4 separate regions of the Mus musculus genome follow, and all the other regions are linked to region 4. The links are chromatin contacts, called in public promoter capture Hi-C maps. All regions are on one chromosome and are shown on one strand. The core of a region is the stretch at or near the end of the contact, and the rest is flanking DNA. Distances in the headings are between cores, read along the strand shown.

Region 1 (3,441 bases), core at 745-3,244, 1.4 Mb after region 4:
AGCTCACTTCTAAGGAAGAGCTAGCCTTAGGAGGACAGGAACTAAAACCCTGTTCCTGAGACTGAACGTGACCTGGGCCCAGCGCACTCACGTTTGGCATCTGATACACAGTGGTTGGGGGACCACACCAGCATTCCCTTCAGCTCCTTGTTGCTATAGCGTGCAGGGCTCTCTGAAAGGATGAGCAGAATTAGGCACTCACAGAAACAGGAGACCACTGAGCAACACAGTCAAGCGAGGAGGTGAGGCCCAGAAGGGAAGGAGGAGCTGAGACCCAGACAGGAAGGCAGAGCAGGAAAAGTAACAGTGCCACGGGGCCACCCACCCCGCCCACCGCCTGTCCCTCAAGCAGGAGCCAGCCAAGAGTTCCCAGGTGGGGCTGTAGGCCAAGCCATCAGCCTCCACCCCTCCCTGCCGCCCTCCCTCCCTCCATGTCTGTCCTGCCACTCACCAGGCTTGCACTCCGGAATTACTGCTTGGTAATTGGTTCCAACTCGGATCATGCTGTCTGTGGAGCCAGGGGAGGCAGTCAAGACTCCAGGGAAGTAGGGGGAGGATATAGTGAGGGGAGGTAGCTGATCTGGAGTTCTCCTTCCTGACCACTCAGGGACCCCCACCATACAGGAGACTCACTTTTCCTTGATAGTGCCCCCCAGCTACCCTCCGATAGAAGGTACTAGGAGAGTCATACCCTGCCTAGTCATGGCCATGGGGGGAAGGGGAGGTTAAGAGGACACTTTTAAAGCCCAGGCTAGAGCAAAGTGCTTTGTTCTAACTGGGGGTGGGAGCTTGGAGGGCTGCCCCTAGATCTGGACCACAGCCTTGCAGAGAGCTCGGGGCTCCTCCCCACCACATGAGCTTCACAGCTCCGCATAGAGGTATCTTCCCAGTACCTGGTCCAATCAGACCTCAGTCCCCTGCAAGGCTGCAAGGTATGAGGACCCAATCCATCCAAGAGAGGCATCCTAAGCTCCCTCAACGACTGAGGGCAAAGGGGAGGTGGGTGGTCAAGGGCCCAGCCTGTAGATTTCCTGTGCCGGCAACACCAGGCACGAGAAGGCTGAGGTTGCAATCCAGGAGCGGCAGAAACCATCTGTGGTTCGCAACTCTCCCCCCCCCCTCCTCCACCTTCCATGATCCCTCCCCGGACCAGCGCGCCTTTAACCCTAGGCCACCAGGCTCACCATGAGAGTGCTCCTCCTCGCTGCTGTCATCCTCCGAGTGTGGCTGTCCGCCGTTGGGTGCCGTCTTGGCCCGACTTCGGGACAAGATCCCGGAGCCCGCACTGGGCTTCTCCATTACTGAGGGCATTACCCTACCCGGCAGCCCCGAGGGGCACGGGATCCTTTGGAGAGCGCAGGAGCTTGCCGCGCTTGCCTCGAGTGCTGCGCCTGGCCCGGCCTGGAGGGGTCGCCACTGAGGCTACGAGAGGCAGGAGGTCAGCGTGGCTAGGGTCCGGGAGGTCGGGGCCCCGGAGGGCAGCCCTAACGCTCACTGCGACCCCCACGGGCGAGGACGGCAGAAAAGTTTGTGAAGTGGGGGTACGGGGGAGACGGCGCGGCCGGGGGCACGCTCGCTCCGTGCGCCCCTCGGGGCTGGTTCTCCCCCGGGGAGAGTCGGGGCGCGTTGCCCTCGGGGAGCCCCGGAGCCGCGCCGCGCGCCTGCCCACGCTGTTTGGCCAGCAAGGGCTACCGCGCAGTGGCCGCCGCAGCTGACTCCGCGCCCCTCGGCTGCGCTGAGGATGCCCCGATCCCCAACGGAGGTAACCCTGCCCGACCCGACCCCACGGCAACCACGCCAGCCGGCTGGAGCCCCGGCGGCAGGACGGCGCGCACGGCGTGCGGCGCTGGAGCAGAGTTGCCGGGAGGCGGGCGGAGCGCAGCCGCGGGCGCCGCCTCGCACCCTCCCCGGCGCGCTCGCTCGCCCCGCCGCGCTCGCGCTACCGCCGCTCGCTCGCCCGCTCTCCGCCGCCGCTCGCTCCTCGCGCACACAATGAAGCTGCTGGCAGGGAAGTAGTGCCGGCTGCGGCCTCAGCACCCCTCCCCCAGCCGATGCCTCCGCCAGCTGAACATCTGGCCCTGGGGTGGGAGGGAGGGCCCGGGGGGCGGGGCCTGGGGCCGGGGCTAGACCTCCAGGGGGTGGGGTCAGGACCGGAATGGGGCGCACGTACCCCCCCCAGGGAGCACCCTTGGTGTCTCTGAGTTCTCAGACTTGGCCCTTTTGGGTAGACCCCAGTGCCCCCCAGGAGAAGCCCGGGGTCAGCCCCACCCACAAGCACACCGGTTCCACACACTACTGGGCTCTGGTTACTGTGGCCTGCCCCGGGGGCCCTGAGGCCGCCTGTCCGACCGCCCGGGTGGAGCCCAGCTTTTCCTTCCATTTCCCTTCCTGCCAAGGAACTCCCTGCCCCCCCTTCCGCAGGGGGATCCCCCCCTTCATGCGCCCTTGGGGGCCAAAGCGGATGGGAGGCCGGACAGGCGCAAGATGAATTTCTATAAGAGCCACTGGGCTAGAACCTGACTTCTGCTAGGTCTGTGGGTCCCCAGGGGTCACCCTAGTGTCTTTCAACTGCTGCAGTCTGCACCCAAAACAGTAGTATCAAAGATTGAGGAATGAGTATGAAAGGTAATAGGGCAAGTTCTGGGCTGAAAGGGGCGAGCTCCTCACTGGGTTCACTGTCACCCCAGCTGGAAGCAGCATCCCCCCTCCCCCCGGACAGGCACAGGCAGAGTGACAGACAGGGAAGCGGGTTGGGAGGCACAGACGGAGTTGGGGGAGGGGGTGGGCAGAGACTTTCAAAGCCAGACCCAGCCACCCTGCCAGGCACACAAAGAGCCAGCGCACTCACCGGCAGCAGCTCGAAGCCTGTGAGCTGCGCCTGTGCCCGTCCCCGCCGCCTGGGGCACGTGCTGCAGCTCACACAGGCCGAAGCCCCCGCCCGCTGTCCCTCCCACGGGGAGCCCGGACTCCTGGACACGCCTCTACCCGGGCACACCCGCTATGCCCAGATCGAGCCGAGCCTGCACGCGCACCCTCCTCTCCCTTCCCTTCCTTGGCCACTCTGTAATCAGATTCCTAAATTTAGAAGCAGCCCTGGCCCCAACCGGGGATCCCTGCCCCTACCCACTGGCTGTGGCCGACCGGCCTGGGTCCTGTGGTCAGGCCACGACCTGGCTGGGGCATCCTGTTCCTGGGGGCTCTTTGCCTGCGGCTGGCAGAGTCAGACACGACCCCGCCCGACTTCAGCACTGTCCGGCCACATAGGGCCACCCAGTCAGCGGCCACGTTGCCCGCCACACCTTGGGCCAAGGTTATGGGGCCTTTTTTCCTCCCCTTAAATCATGAGCTGGGCACCAAGCCTCAGGGTGGGGAGATCTGGGACAAAGAAAGAAAGAAAGAAAGAAAAAATGAACCAGAGGCAATCTGAGCTGAAGGGGTCTG
Region 2 (3,367 bases), core at 257-2,756, 1.2 Mb after region 4:
AGACAGGGTTTCTCTGTTGTAGCCCTGGCTGTCCTGGAACTCACTCTGTAGACCAGGATGGTCTTGAACTCAGAAATCCACCTGCCTCTACCTCCCAAGTGCTGGGATTAAAGGTGTGTGCCACCACTGCCTGGCTGGAGTCATTTTCTTAATCAAGGTTCCCTCTTTTCAGATTTCAAGGTAACATAGAACTATCCAGCATGCCTGACTTTAACATAGACTTTAAGAAAAAAATACTTAAGCATTCACCAAAATAAGTAATTGGATTCCTGATTACTGGCATACAGTTCCCTTTGCCATCGTTCTCTGGCACTCAACAGCATCGGGGGACAGTTTGCTGCACTATCAATTGATGCCTGCCGTTGAGTGACAGAGTAAGATATTTTCCAGAGTCATTTTGGGAAATATCCTGGATCGTTTTCAGAACACTGCAACAACCAAGATGCTATCTGAGCTTTATTTGACCTTAAAAAACTGTCTAGGACAGATGCGGTCCACAGCTTGTTCCCCATCTGCAGCAGCCTGCTTGCCTAGCGCTCCCTCTGTGAGTTAGCATCTTTACAGAATTTGCTGAATCTGCAATTGCACTTTGGGTCATAGATTGCTACTTAGCAACATCAAATCCCACAGCTTTATCATCATTATGTACTTAAAATTTAAAAAGAACAAAATTTGACATAAATTGATGTCCAGTTTCAAATGTCATTTTTTGGGGGACTCATCTTAGGACATGAATAAAATTCAGTATTATGAGTATCTGTGCCTCATTTTTAATACCTCATTTCATGTCCACTCCATTCCCCCAGTCCCAACCAAGACGTTTTCTCCTGGTTTTCCTTTCCTCGGCAGCTTCTTTTTTATTTTCCAAAGTATGTTTTTTGTAGCTCAGAACATAGCTCAGAGAAAAGACAACCTGAAGCCTCTTTGGGAAGAAAAACAAGATAAAAATATGAAGCCGATTCTGTGCCTGCATTGCAATGTGATTGGAATGAGTAATAGTTTCTCATTCTGTTTAGCATCTTTCTCCACCTATCAAACATGGGACTGTACCATGCCTGCCTCGGTGGGGCGATATTACGACACGACCAGATAATTCAAAAAGAACATTACAGAGGGGGGGTCTTTAAATATTGTACTCTTTGGAGTCACAGGCTGGTACGTATCAGGCAAAGACATCAATTAGGATTTATAATAAAAAATTTGTAGCTTATGAAGGCATAAAGAAACATAATCTGCCAGCTAGAAAACATTCACATAAACAAGTGGAAGGTGGGGAGACTGGGCACGGTTAATCTGTAGCAGGGGCTGCAGTGGCGGGCCGGTTCTAGAGTTTAGCCACGCCCCTTACGTCAGGCTTTCCCCCATTCCCCCACCCCCTACCCCTCACCCCCGAGAGGCCTGCCCCACCCGCGGGCCCAGTCACTGCGTCCTTTCCTGCGGGAGCGCAGAGGGACAGTTCTTGCGCCTGCGCATTGCGTCGCTGCGCGCCTCCGAGGCCGCCGCCCGCGCGTCCAGGCTCTTTGTGCGCATGCGCGCTCGCACTCCTTCTCTCCCTGCGGAGCTCGGCTGAGTCAGTCAGTCTGTCGGAGTCAGTCTTCCGAACAGGCGTCGCCGGGAACTTCGGAGAGCCAGCTGCTGGATTATTCTGTGTCCCCTCCCACTCTCCCGCCCTACGTCTCTCTTCACCCTTCTCCCGCCCTTGCTCGTACAGCCATGGCGGAGTCGTCAGCGGCCACTCAGTCCCCGTCAGTCTCCTCGTCGTCCTCCGGGGCCGAGCCGTCAGCTCTCGGCGGCGGCGGCGGGAGCCCTGGAGCCTGCCCCGCCCTGGGGGCGAAGAGCTGCGGCTCCTCGTGTGCGGGTGAGGCGCGCGTGGGGCTTGGTCCCTGGGGAGCGCGAGCTACTGGGTCTCCGGGAAGGGGCGAGCGACCTGTCTGGGCCGTGGGCGGCTTTAGTCTCTTGGCGGGCATTTGAGGAACAGGCTAAGGGGGAGGGGAGCGAAGGACCGAGGTGAGGAAATAACGGGGTGTGAAGAAAACAGGTTGGGGGCGGGGTGGTGAACTAGAGTGGGCGTTGACGCTGACCCCCTGCAAGGGAGGGCACCGCAGTGGGGTGAAAACGGAGAAAGGCTATGTGCACCCAATGGATCGAGTGCTGGAGGCCCGAGAGCCCTAGGGTGGGTCGGGGGGTGGGGGTGACTTAGAGCAGGATTAGCGAGCCTCAGGGGATTGTGACAGGTGGGACGTAGGAGAAATGAAGTCGCTAGGATTTTGAGAGGGGTAGTGGTGGAAAAGGTGGCGTTGCAGGTTTGCAGACCGGTTGACACAATCTTAAATGGATGATATAGCCTTCCAAAAAAAAATTTTTTTTTTTTTTTGTTCGCCAGAAGGATCAGGAAGTTCTGTTACTGTTTTTGGCTAAACTGAATGCCAGATTTTTTTTTTTTTTTTTTTTTTTTTCTGAGACTCTGAGGTAGATGAGGCGTGATGAGAATAGCATGGGAAGATTTGGGAGGGAGCTGCTGATAGTCCAAGATGGATCCTTGGCTGCATCTGCAACACAGCCGGCTCTTCACCGGTGGTGCATCGTGGGGGTGGGGACACGCAGTCAGTTGCTATATTCTAGAAGATAATAAATACAGTCTTGCCAAGCCATCACCATGTTTTGATTTCTTGTTTTCGATGGCCTATTCTCAATAGCAGCATAACAAAAGGGAACGATTGCTGCAGGGGAAAGAATTCAGACAAAGCCTGGGCTGCTTGAACCCCCTTCTCTCTTGTGTGTGAAAAGACTAGGAGGGACGCTGGCGGCCTCCTTTAGTTTCTTTTGTATACAAGTCTGCCTGCTGGTGGGAGCTGACTGGCAAGCTCGACTCAGATCAGAGAGATCTGCAGTGCAGATGCCTTCTTGAGGAAAAATATGCACCACTGGCAGGTGGTGGTTCTTAAGAGAACTGAGTCTTTGGCGAAAAATTCGGTTTGTCAAAGGAAGGATTTTAAGAGGTTTAGAAAATGCTTTGTTGACTCCAGCGCAGTCTTGAATTATGACACAATATTCCTGATCTTAGCATTAAATATATTCTCTCATGTTTCCTAATACTGGCCTTCCACCTGTCTGAGAGCTTTGGTGCCCTGCAGAATTCTCCATGGGAATGGCCATTTGGATAAATGGTATGGGAGGAAGTTTTCTGGAGATAAAGGGAATGAGGCAGCATATTTTGAACCCTGGTTCTGTTTAAACCACCAGCATTTCTCTTTCAAATTTTTGCATTTTGGGCTATTTTCCAGATAAACGGTGGCTTTTCTATAACTTAGTGACTTGCCTTTAATCACTGCTTACTGTTTGGTTGGCCTAGTCCTAATTTCCAAAT
Region 3 (3,070 bases), core at 271-2,770, 1.1 Mb after region 4:
TGATTTATTCACAGCAACTTTAATTCTCCTCGATTCAACTCTAAATGTGTCTTCCTCTTCTCTATTCCTTGGAATGGGCTGCTGGTTTCCACAAGGTGTGTGCATTTTGCACTGGACTATGAACTTATTCTCAAATAAATTCTATTATTCATTCTCCCTTCCCCCTCTGGTCAGAGCTTTCTGATTATTTTCTAATTTGCACATTATTCTTTTCAAATCTCTATCAGTGAGTGATACACACTGATCTTAAAAGGAGAGAAGACGGTACATAATAGAGTATAATAAAATGCAAAACGCCTCAAACCTCCTCTCCTTGCCCCAACCTAATGCCCAGGCACAAACCTCCTAAATTTTTCACTGGTTTGTACTCCTACAAACTCACTCAACTTTGATGAGTCTGGAGAGTGGTCTTGTGGGTAAAAACTTCCACAAGATACGCCAACAGTCATCAGGTCTGCAGCCTAGTTCAATCTTACCCAGCAGGCGCTACTCACTAGTTTGTCCTTGGCAGAAACCATCTGGAGGAGGCAGGTTAGGGGGTGGGTATGGTGTTCTGCAGAACTAGCATCTAAATAAGATCTTCAAAAATGCTTCTGGTACCCAAAGCCCCAGTCCTCATAGTAAGACTCTTACCCCTGCTGAAAGCTTCGGGCCTGTTCTAATCGGCGGTCTTGCTTGAGTTGCTTCGGCAAGAACTGGACCAACAGCGCTTGAGAACTCGCTGAGTCTAGTTCAGGAGGGAAGGGGTGTGATTTAATACACAGCTGCCTTCTATGGGGGAAGGAGGGAGCCCCATGAAAGACCAACTCGAGTCAAAAGTGGGCTGCATGTTCTGATTTAGAATGGTGTCTAAAGCCAGGTGTGGTGGTGAATGCCTCTAATCCCACCACTCTGAAGGCAGAGAGGCAGACGCATTTCTGTGAGTTCCAGGCCAACCTGATCTACATAGTAAGAGTTTGCGGCCAGCCAGGGCTACATAGCAAAACCCTGTCTCAAAAAAAAATTATATCTGTGTGTGTGTGTGTGTGTGTGTGTGTGTGTGTGTGTGTGTGTATAAAATAAGAATTAGAACTGTGTCGGTTCCTGCTTTGCCCTCCATAAAATTTGTATGGGGGCTGTCTAGACGCAAGCAACTGCCAAACCATTTCTGGCAGGGGCCAACCGCTGGGAATTACCCTCAAAGATCTCGAGGGAGAGACCCTACTCCTGGGACTCCTGGGGCAGACCTGAGTGGGGTACAGTTGACTGTCCAGTTGCAGATTGGGTGTCACTTGACTCTGTACTTGAGGTCTTCGAGATCTGCGTGGGGCGTGGCCATGGGACCCTGGAAAGGCGGATCCCGAACTCCCCGCTGGCTGCTGGGCTCAGGCCCATCCCGCTGGGGCCAGCAGGGACAACGCGCCTGCAGGGAGGTGCGGACCAGGGTCCGCCTAGCCCCGGGATCATGGGCACTGGGGCCAGCGGGGCTGGAACGGAGGTGAGAGAGGTGGGGCGTCGCCTCCAGGGAGCGCGTGTCAAACGGCGGCGAGAGCGCGTGGGGCGGGACGCGCGGAATGAGGGCGCGCGCGGGAGCGGGTGGGGTGTGGGCCGCTGCAACTGTGCAGTAAGCGTATGCGTAGACACTGGCGCGGAGGAAGGCGCCCCAGCAACTCAACGGAAAGGCAGGCGCTCCACGCAGGAGTTAGGTCATTCATGAGTCACGCAAAGACGCGGTCCCAAAGTCCCAGAGGCAGCACCTGAGGCCGCTGGAGAAGTCGAGAGTTACTGACTAACCAAACACACCGAGGGCTTTGAGACCGGATTATAAAGGCTGGGAATTTCAATTTCTCTACACAGTGACATCCAGGCAAGCCTCCGCTAGCATGAGACACAAAAGCGAAACACGGGAGCTGGAGTGATGGCTAGGGTTCAGAGCATCTGTTGCTCTTGCAGAGAACTCAGACTAGGCTTCCAGCGCTCACCTGGCGACTCACAAAGGTCTATAAACCCAGTTCCAGAGAATCTGACGCCCTCTTCTGGCCTCCACTAGCTCTAGGCGTGCACATGGTATACAGACATATGTGGACAACACATATGCACATTAAATAAATCTTTTTGAAATGAAAGCCAAATAAATATACAATGTTTACACAAAGATGGGAACACACCCAGTACACAAGCCCCACCTACGTCCCCTGCTTTCCATCCATCTTCTCCCTCCTCCCTGAGTCTAATGTGTCCTTTGTCTCCACAGTCTAATGTGTCCTTTGTCTTTTCCTTAGTTTTTTACTATGGGACCTCGCTCTGCTGGGCAGGCAGGCCTTGAACTCCTGAGCTCAAGGGATCCCCATTTTCAGTCTCAGGACTGCGTACATACAGTGACTCTATCCACGCAAACTTGCACTCTACAAAGTCATGTACTTTCCATTTATGTGTTTGATGTGCTTTGGTCAACTTCACTATTCAAGTCTCCTTCCCTCAAAATCATCTCACCTCAATTTCTCTCCACATCCTTCACAGCCCCCCTCAGACATTCCTGGCCTTACAATTATTATTCCCAAAGTCCACGCATGACAGCATGCATGCTACTTGTCTTTCTGAGTCTGGCATAGTTTGATAAACATGATCCCCCTTTCCTTCCATGTTCCTACAAACAATGAAAAGTCCTTCTTTGCGGTTGAATAAAATACTTTCTCTAGCCATTGATATCCTCTTACCTTTTAACTATTTTTCCAAACCCCCTTTTGCAAACCTAATACCTTGGGGTTTTTTCATGATTGAAGCTTCATTTTTTTTTTAAAGATTTATTTATTTATTATATGTAAGTGCACTGTAGCTGTCTTCAGACACTCCAGAAGAGGGAGTCAGATCTCTTTACGGGTGGTTTTGAGCCACCATGTGGTTGCTGGGATTTGAACTCAGGACCTTTGGAAGAGCAGTCAGTGTTCTTAACCGCTGAGCCATCTCACCAGCCCTGAAGCTTCATTTTTAAAATGATGGCTGGCTTGAATATCTGTGTCCTTTCAAAATTCAGAGTGAAATTCTAACCCTAAGTAGGTTAAGTAGGTGAAAGACTTTGAGAACTTAGACC
Region 4 (3,082 bases), core at 472-2,971:
CGTTCATTTTGCCTTTTTAGCCTCGCTTTCTCTGACTGTATATTGGGACAGCTCTGCCTAGACCTTTCTGGACACTTAGAACTTCCTATTGCTCTTCAAGATCCATTAAAGCCAAAGCTTCCAGTCCAGCATGGAGGTTAGAATGATACCTTGTAGCCCTGTCCTACCATCTCTTCCTCTTACATATCTCAACAGCGATCATGGTTTGCCTTGTAGCTGAGATCAGAGGGTAGAAAGCTTTCCTTGGGCAGCTCATGGAGTAGCTGGTTACTCTGAGACAGGAGACTGGCTACTGGAGACTGCTAGCCGGTGAGGCAGGGGTCACTGAGCCAATGGGATGAGCTGCAGATAGATGTGCACTGTAAGAAGAACTGAACCCCTCTCCACTGGCGCTAAGAACCTCTAAGGTGAAGAAATTTCCATGAGCCAACTGCCCCTTCTCCAGACACCTGTCTTAGAGGTGGCAACTCCAAGAGTCAGAGCCTCTGGATTTAACTCATCCTTACTGGAGTCAGGGAACATGTGTGTGCATCAGTACCCTTGTATTGCCCGAAACCTGCCTTCTGCAAGCCAAAGATACAAAAACACAGGGAGGGCCCTCTGGGTCCCCTCGCGTGCCAGGACCACATTGTCTGGGTGGTGTGGCTATCCATGTGCTTATCTGTCTCCAAAGAGCACTGGGGCTTTTTGCCTGGTCTCCTGCTGGCTTCTGGCCCAACACCCACCTTGGCATCCAGCTTGTCCATCTGGCCAGCAGCCTCATTCAATCCATCTTGGGGGGCTGAAGGTGGATAGGGGAGGTAGGATTCAGGGTTTCCTGAAGGAGGAGAGAAGGAGGCTCTGGGACTGGTGTCCCCAAAAGTATGTACATGGGGTCACTCTTCAACTAGGTGCTGGTAGCCAGGGCTGCCTCCTGCCCTTCCCCTTCTGCCTTTAGTGTGCTGGGGGATCTGCTAACCACACAGCCATCTAATCTCTTCTGAAGTCTAGGTTGAGTTTCCTAAGAAGGTCTTTACCTCTTCTGCCAGCTAAAGCACAGAAAAACATCAGATAAATCCACTGAGAAGCAGCAGACAGGGTGTTTGTAGCAGCCAATGCCCACTGCTAGAGAGCCCTCTTGGCCTCTAGACCCCTCCCTGGCCACCTCCCCTTTCAAGAATCCACCCCCATTCCTGTCTCATCCTTGTCCCTGCCCTGTCTCAGAGGACCCTGATGCTTCTGCACCCAGCTCAACACAGCCCCTCCCAAGCCCTTCCAAATGTACTCACCATGGGACCGGAGAGGGGTCTGTAGGGTCCTCAGCTTCAGTGCTTCTCCGGGGGCCTGCAGTGTCTCCTGGGACCCAAACACCTGGCTCCCGGGGGGAGCTGCGCCCTGTGCTGGCAGCCGGAGAGGCACAGCCAGTGATTGGCATGTCCCACCCCCTGGCACGCCAGCCTTGGGGGGGAGGGAGGAAGGGAAAGAGAGGGAGGGAGGAAAGGGAGGAAAGAAAGGGAGGGGGAGCAGGAGGGAAGCCTCAGGCAGCATCTGGGGTTGGACTAAGTCCTGGAGTGTGCCCCCCTTGTCCACAAGGGCACCCACTTTGAGCCTCGAGAGGGAGGAGGCAGGACATGAGGAAAGAGAGCCCAGGAAAGCTAAAAGTCCAAGAGGAGAGAGAAGGCGGATACAGGGAGACAAACACCCACACCCACTGCACACAGACTGGCGGCACACACACACACACACACACACACACACACACACACACACACACCCTCTCACAAAGGCACACTCTGTTTCCCGGGCACCTTCCCCCACCCAACCGGAAAGCCCCCAACTCCTGTGCACCATGTCCCAACACACATGCCCCGACACACATGCCCCATTATTCACATGCCTGCTTCCTTTGCATACCCTCCCCCCATGAACATGCCCACGCGCCCACCCACCCACCCACCCAGCCACACACCCTGCTCTTCCTCCCTGCTGTGAGGGAGCTAAATTCCTTCTGTTTGAAAATGACACATTGGGCCTCACGTGAGAGGTTCCAACTTGGACCAGACCCAGAGGGCTGGCTCACCCACCCTGGGACGGAGTGACATGCCCGCATGCTGGGCAGTGCACTCTGGTGTATGGAAAGGTCTGGTGTGAGGGTATATGTGTATCTGGTTTGTGGAGCACTGGAGAAACTGTGTTTGTTCCATATGCTGTTCAGGGTCCGGCATGTGTAGTATGACATGTGTGCTCATGTCATTATGCAGCCTACGTAAATCCAGGTGTGACCCTGCCAATCTGGAGCCAGAACGCATGTGGGAGCGTGTGTCTGTGCTCAGTGTATGTCTGAGTGTTGCCCAACTGTGGAATTGGCTAATTTTGACAAGTGAGGTAGCATCTACCTCCCTGACTGCTCCACCTCCAGCTTCCCCTTGGTAGACAGACAGACAGGCAGACAGACTGCTCTCCTCCCTGCTTGTCAAACTGTCTCCCCTGACTCCCACTTTAGGTTCACAGGTGTGTACCTGGGAAGTACGAGCCACTCCTCCTCTCAGCCTACGGTTTGACCCTCATCCCCCCTCCCCCCCAGGCTGGTTTGGATTTCTGTGTAGAGTCTCCTTGGAGATAGAGACAACCCCTGGGGGCTTTGTCATAGGGACCTGGGTCCAGCAATGCCCCAATAGAGACTTCCTGGAGAGCTGACCACCGAGGAGAATTGGAAACACTAAAAGCTCCTGTGTGTTTTGCCCCATGGGCTGTGATGAAGCCCTGGGAGGGAGGTGGGAAGGACCGAAATCAAGATTGCCTTTATGGAGGAGAGAAAGCTAAAGGTAGGTTCCAGGTGAGCTCTAAGCTCAGGGTTTTGGAGTCCGGGGCACACCCATTCTTCCTTCTCTCTTCATTTTCCTACCAATGTTGAGACTGGAGCTCAGTTGCCAAAGGAACCAGAAAAGGAAGAAATTGACGACGACTCTGGGGCTTGGGCCAGCAGATACGGGACACAGGTGGCAGGTACGTGTGGGGGCATCTGTACTCTTGAGGCTGCCAAGGGGTACCCAGTGCGCCTTCTCTCTGTGTTTGGTCATATACTACAGTTTGGGGCGGAGGG

What was found. Promoter capture Hi-C pulls out the DNA fragments that hold promoters and counts their contacts.
Region 1: a promoter capture Hi-C map of liver shows a contact between it and region 4, with 2.8 times the contacts expected there. A contact is called at or near these places in 3 of 39 promoter capture datasets (liver and stem cell-derived epiblast-like cells).
Region 2: a contact with region 4 is called in a promoter capture Hi-C map of embryonic stem cells, with 10 times the contacts expected there. A contact is called at or near these places in 5 of 39 promoter capture datasets (cranial neural crest, embryonic stem cells, hippocampal neurons and 2 more) and 3 of 130 datasets of targeted methods (astrocytes, embryonic forebrain and large pre-B cells).
Region 3: a contact with region 4 is called in a promoter capture Hi-C map of stem cell-derived epiblast-like cells, with 5 times the contacts expected there. A contact is called at or near these places in 14 of 39 promoter capture datasets (the 3T3-L1 cell line, 3T3-L1-derived adipocytes, the C10 cell line and 9 more), 3 of 484 Hi-C or Micro-C datasets (embryonic stem cells and palatal mesenchyme), 4 of 130 datasets of targeted methods (SST interneurons, astrocytes, embryonic stem cells and 1 more) and 2 of 9 other capture datasets (embryonic stem cells and liver).

The regions. Positions count from the first base shown.
Region 1 is chr19:7,266,832-7,270,272 of GRCm38.p6, reverse strand. Rcor2 (REST corepressor 2) reads right to left here and starts at 1,994. Exons shown (of 12, transcript NM_001320554.1): 1 at 1,185-1,994; 2 at 452-508; 3 at 92-172. The coding sequence starts at 1,311.
Region 2 is chr19:7,481,430-7,484,796 of GRCm38.p6, reverse strand. It overlaps Rtn3 (reticulon 3), which reads left to right and starts at 1,506. Exons shown (of 9, transcript NM_001003934.2): 1 at 1,506-1,858. The coding sequence starts at 1,714.
Region 3 is chr19:7,610,987-7,614,056 of GRCm38.p6, reverse strand. It overlaps Plaat5 (phospholipase A and acyltransferase 5), which reads right to left and starts at 1,520. Exons shown (of 6, transcript NM_025731.3): 1 at 1,227-1,520; 2 at 634-727. The coding sequence starts at 1,374.
Region 4 is chr19:8,662,644-8,665,725 of GRCm38.p6, reverse strand. Chrm1 (cholinergic receptor, muscarinic 1, CNS) reads right to left here and starts at 1,721. Exons shown (of 3, transcript NM_001112697.1): 1 at 1,269-1,721; 2 at 726-817. 9830166K06Rik (RIKEN cDNA 9830166K06 gene) reads left to right here and starts at 2,391. Exons shown (of 3, transcript NR_045314.1): 1 at 2,391-2,985.